Linked DNA regions of Canis lupus: region 1 is linked to region 2. The links are chromatin contacts, called in public Hi-C maps. All regions are on one chromosome and are shown on one strand. Each heading gives the region's core, a stretch centred on a gene start, on an enhancer-like site or on the middle of the called end of the contact. The rest is flanking DNA. Distances are from core to core; before and after follow the strand shown. Region 1 holds the start of SUN2 (SUN domain-containing protein 2). Region 2 holds the start of RPL3 (ribosomal protein L3).

Evidence for each region. A called contact is a pair of places that touch in the nucleus more often than the background predicts.
Region 1: a Hi-C map of blood shows a contact between it and region 2, with 4 times the contacts expected there. The contact joins the promoter of SUN2 here to the promoter of RPL3 in region 2. A contact is called at or near these places in 3 of 9 Hi-C or Micro-C datasets (amygdala and blood).

What each region holds. Positions count from the first base shown.
Region 1 is chr10:27,054,454-27,057,153 of UU_Cfam_GSD_1.0, reverse strand. SUN2 (SUN domain-containing protein 2) reads right to left here and starts at 1,351. Exons shown (of 18, transcript XM_038550544.1): 1 at 1,156-1,351.
Region 2 is chr10:26,699,494-26,702,193 of UU_Cfam_GSD_1.0, reverse strand. RPL3 (ribosomal protein L3) reads right to left here and starts at 1,446. Exons shown (of 10, transcript NM_001252159.1): 1 at 1,418-1,446; 2 at 333-525. The coding sequence starts at 1,420. It overlaps LOC102152031 (a long non-coding RNA gene), which reads left to right. Exons shown (of 3, transcript XR_005365576.1): 3 at 1-2,330. It overlaps LOC119873833 (a small nucleolar RNA gene), which reads right to left and starts at 971; the gene lies at 908-971.

The DNA of each region.
Region 1 (2,700 bases), core at 102-2,601, 360 kb before region 2:
CAAGCCTTCACCCTGGGGCAGAAACAAAGCAATGTTTCTGCCAACTCAAGCTGCTGTTGGCAAGAATATAAATATTCAGAGGGAGGTGTATGGGGTGGGGGTCTGGGGGGTGGGGCGTGGTAGGAAACTGTCAGCAGTCGGCACCCTTCTCCACCCTCCCAGTCTCTCCTGTAGTCCCCGCATCATGAAACAGTTTGCAACCGAGTCTGGGTTTCAGAAGATGAGAACGGTCAAAGTCTGAATCCTCCAAAACAAAACAAGAGCCTCTGGGAGCTCAGATCTTTTGCATATCAGAAGACTCCACCCTCACCAACACACTCACACTCAGTTCAGAAACCCTTTAAGTATCCCTCCTCACTTCTGAGGTGAACCACTTCCGTTTCTCAACTCCACCTTTCCCCACACCCTCTCCACAAACTTCTACGGCAGTACCCAGCCAGTCTTCAGACTTAACCCAGATCTTGGGCGTCTTCCACGGGGCGTTTTCACACTACTTTCCCTCATGGGGCCTGTAAAACGCTGCAGGTGCTAACTCCCTTCTCCATCTTCCCTAACTGAACCTGCAGAGATGGGACTTTTGATTTTTTTTTTTTTTTAAGCAACCACGCGCCTTCCCTGCGATTCTGCTCTAAGTCACACTCCCGCCTCCTATTTGTTTGGTTTCTTTTTTTAAGAACGGAACAAAATGGGCCTTCCTCCTATTCCCAGAGTCTGACAGGCAGAGGCAGAGAACTGCCTGTCCCTGGAAACCGCCTGCCTGGCACGAAAACACAGGCACTGCCCTGGGCCGGTCGGAGGGAGCCCGCTTCTGCTCCCCTCCTCTCGGGAGGCTGTGCCCGGGGAAGTCCCGCCTGGAGACATCCGCCCTGCGGGCCGGCCAGGGGGCGGGCTGCGGGGATGAGTCAGGGCGGCCGGCCCGGCCCGCGCTGGCCCTTCCCCACCGGCCCAGGGGCGTGCGCCGGGTGGGGCTGGAGCGCGGCCCAGCTTGGCCCGGGGAGGAAGGACCAGGCCTGGGCAGCTGGGCCCTGGCCGGAGCGGCCCGACGATGACCCCGGGGTCGGGCTGGGCCCGGGCGCCGCGGAGAGGCGGGCGCGGCCGGCCCACCACCCTTTGCCCCGCTCGCCCGCCCGCCAGAGGCCCACGGCCGGCGGTTACCTGCTGCCGCGGCTGCTCCGTGCGGGGCCGTGGGCGTCCGAGGCCCGCTGCGCCGCCCGGGCGCGCCCCCTTCCCGCGTCGGAATCCCGCGAGCCGCGCTCGGCGAGGGGCCCGGGGCGCGCGGGGAGCGGCGGAGCGGGGCGAGGCCAGCGGGCGGGACGGCGCAGCAGACAATGCGACCCGCGCACAACCGCGCTGCGCGAGTGGGGCCGGCCGGCGCGCGCGTGGCCGAGTGTGTATGTGTGCGCCTGCCAATCAACGCTGACAGGCCGCAGCCCATTGGCCGGGCCCCGCCCGCGTCACCGCCCCCCGCCCCCGCCCATTGGGCGGTTTGAACACAAAGGCCCGGTTCGCTCCGCCCGCCGCGTGGGCCCGGGGGGCCCGGTGTGCCTCCCTGGAGTCCGCGCGTGGGAGGCGCGGGGGCGGCGGCGGCGGCGGCGGGAGGGGTCTGGGCCGGGCCGGCTGCGCACTTGACTCGGCCTGGTGGCTCGGGACACCCGATCCGGCTCCGAGCGCTGCCTGCTGCGCCTCGCCCCGCCCGTGGCCCTGCGGCCGCGGCGCCCCAGCGCCCCGCGAGCCGACTGCGAGCCGCGGGCCCGAGGCCTGAAACGCCGCGGGCGGCTGGGGCGCCACAGCCCGTCTGACGATGGCCCAGGGAAGTGGGGCGCGAGGGGAGTCGAAGCCCCCTGGCCTCAGGCCCAGCTGGAGGGGCAGGGAGTAGTCCGCCCTCGGACTCCCCGGCGGGGATGGGGAAGGCTCGTGACCGCCTGCTGGCGCCGGCGTCTTTGTCCGGTTAGCCCGGCGTTCCTACGCCCATTTCAGAGAGAAGGAAACAGGTTCATAGAGGTGTTAAGTGATCTGCTTAAAGTCGCAGCTTAGAAAGAGGCAAATTGAGATTAGGAGATTCTCTTCACAGCCGAGTCTGATTTTTCCGCTTTAGGGTTGATTTTGGGGATTCCAGACGTGGCAGGAGGGCCTGTCACTTCCCCGTCTGCCCCCAGGGCCTCCAAGTTTCACTGCAAACGTTTTTCGCCACTTTAAGGAGAGAGTTTGGTACGTTTGGTACTGAGAAGGCAGGGCTGGTTACCTCTTCCTCACTCAGATCTGTGCGATGGACAGATAGTGAGTCAAATGGTGCCTGACACCAGCAGCCCTGCCGCAGGCCAACTTTACAGATGCAGCAAGTGCTCAGCTCGGGAGAAGTCATTTCCTGTGTAAGGTGTTCTAAGGGTAACTGTGGTTATTTCGCTCTTAAAGCACCAAGAGGAAGACACAAGAAATTACAAAATCACTGAGACAGGACAGGAAGGTGCTGGGGGTAGAGTGAGGAAGAACGAAACCCTTGTGCTAAGTTGACTCCAGACAAAAATAACCCTCCCTTCCTGGGCCTCTTCTTCCTCCCTTTTGAAAAGAAGAGCCTCACCTGTACTTCCAGCATCCTGAAGGGTTAGGCGGCAAACCCCCTGAGGACCAGGCTGGCTCTCCAGGACCTCTCAGGGCGCCTGGCTCATGGCTGAATATCTGCTGATCATGGAATGAGTGAAA
Region 2 (2,700 bases), core at 197-2,696:
CACAAATCTCTGGGGCACTTGCGTGGCTCAGTTGGTTAAGCATCTGCCTTTACCTCAGGTCATGATCCCAGGGTCCGGGGATTGGGCTCCCTGGTCAGTGGGGAGTCTGCTTTCTCTCTCCCCCTGCTCACTCTGAGCACTCTTACAAAAAGTTAAAAAATTTACTCGTAACGCTGACTTCAGTACATCCCCCCACCTAAAGCAACACCAGCCACCCGCAGTCTTTAGTGTTAATCAAACCCCATGGGGATTCCCACCCCGTCAAGTCTGCCCTCTCGGGACTACCGTCCAGGCCACCCCCAACCAGCGTGAAGGATCCCGCTTGTACTCACTGGATCCTGGCCGGTCCACCTCCCGCACGATGTGAGTCATGCCGGCCTTGTAGCCCAGGAAGGCTGTGAGGTGGACAGGCTTGGAAGAGTCATCCTTGGGGAAGCTCTTCACCTTCCCACGGTGGCGGCTGCTGCGTTTCCGAGGCAAGAAGCCCAGGGACCCATGCCTGGGAGCGGAGAACTTCCTGTGGGACTGGGAGAAAAGATAACATGAGCACTCCCAACCCCTCTTATGTAGCTCACTCCTGATGCCGGGCTTGCCTCAGTGGCGAAGGATTCTCCACAATGCCGAGCCCGCGCCAGAGGCCCTGCGCCCCAGCTAACAAGTGTGCTTACGGGCTGGACTGGGTTCACCTTGCACAAGGCCCTGCGGCCTAAACTGAATCTTTACCTCAAAACCTCATTTTGTAACTTTAAGATGGAACCTCCCCTTCTCTAAATGGGCCAAAAGCACACCAGGTGAGGTCATTAAGTCACAGGTGCCTCTGCCATCCAGTCAGCCCAGATCCTGACAAGGGGGCTGCGGGGACCAAGGGGCTCCCCGCCGGCCCCAGACACGAAGGCCACCACAGAGCCAAATCAGAACGTGACAATCAGCACAGAGGATCTGTCCGCCCGTCAGAAAGTTCATCATCTGTGGCTCCTAGGACTCGAGGCCTCACCTCACGGGTGGTACCGGCCTCCCACGCAGGTCAGCGCGGGGCCTCGGCAACCCCAGCCCGGGCTCCCCTCCCACGTGCCGGCACAAGCCCAGCGCCCCGACTCAAGGTCCTCCCGGCCCACGTACCTACGAACTCCAGCTTACACTAGCACCAACTCAGTGAGCTCGAGCCCCAGGTATTATCCGGGACTCGAGACCTCCATACCGGAGCCCGCCCCGCGGGCGTTCGCCAGCCGCCTGGCGGGCCCCAAACCAACCACAAGCCTCACGCGTTTTCAGAAAATAGGCCTCACTGCGGATCGCGCTAAGCGCCCCGCGCTCTTGGAGCAGGCCCCCGGCCCCCGCCGAGGTGAGATGGCGGCGCTGCGCCGCGGATTGAGCCCCACCGCCGCGCCAACGAGGAGGAAACCGCCATGATACGTACCATCGTGCCGCCCAGTACAGCCGGTAGAGGTCGGGCCACGAGCGACCAGTCATTTATATAGCCCGGCCTGGGCCCGCCCCTTCCGGCGTACGAGCGCGCGCCCGCGGGGGACGCTGGGTCGGGGGGCGGGTGCAGGCCGCCATTTCCACGCTCGCTCGTCCTCGCCTAGCGTTTGCTTCGGAGCGGGACGCCGTCCACGGGGGGCGGGGACTAGAAACTACGGCAAGCGGCTGGGTTCAAACTTCGCGAAGCGTCGCGGAAACGCTGGCAGAGCTTTGGAGCGCGACGACTGTAGGGGTTTGGGTAGCTGCCAAATTTGGTCGAAGACGCCGTTACGCTGAAGCTACGCGGCTGCGTCTTTTTCCTGTGAGATGCAGTCACCTCTAGGATTGGATAACCCGGCTGCGGGTTTCAGTGCCGAAGCGCCCGCACACGCCTCTCCGGGTTCCGTCCCACGCAGCGGATCTGCGGTGTTGCCGTTTGGCGGGCACGCTGAGCTGGGACGAGTTGCCCCGCTGCCACCTGCTCAAAGTTGGAAAGAAAAGAGCGAAAGCCCGGTTTCCTGGCTCCCAGCCCAAAGCTGCTTCCCCGACACCCAACCTGCCTTCAGTGCGTTCTGATTTCCGACGTGCGCCCCCGGAGCCCCATCTCGGCCGCTGCTCCCGGTGTCCAGCTGCTGTGGTCCTGCTTCTGGGGTCGCTGTGGCGCCTAAACGACCTCAGGACCTGCGGGGACGGGTCCGGCTGCCCAGCCCCGGAGCCTGGCCCTGCAGCCCCAGGGACCCTCGCAGATGTCGCTTGCGCACCCGCCCCCACGCTCTCCCACCCCCGGGGCCCAGGAGGCTCCTAAGCGTTCTCCCTACCTCCAGGCTTGCCTTTCCAAATCTTTTTAAGAATCAAATGTCATCTTGTTACTTCGCATGGCTCCCTGTCGTTTCCTTGGGATGAGGCATTAACTCCTGAGGCCGCCACCCTGGGCTCTGTCTTTTTTTTTTTTTTTTTTTAATTATTTATTCATGAGAGAGAGAGCGAGAGAGGCAGAGACACAGGCAGAGGGAGAAGCAGGCTCCCTGCGGAGAGCCCGACGTGGGACTCGATCCCGGGTCTCCAGGATCACCTGGGCTCTGTCCTAACTGGCTACCCCTCCACCCTTTTTCATGTAGGAGAGCACGCGTGCACACAAACTTTCCCATCTATCACCTTGCACCTCCATCCCCCCTTTTTATTTGATTCTTGGGCCTGGCCGTTGCTCACATCGTTCTTTTAAAAAAAAAAAAATTTCAT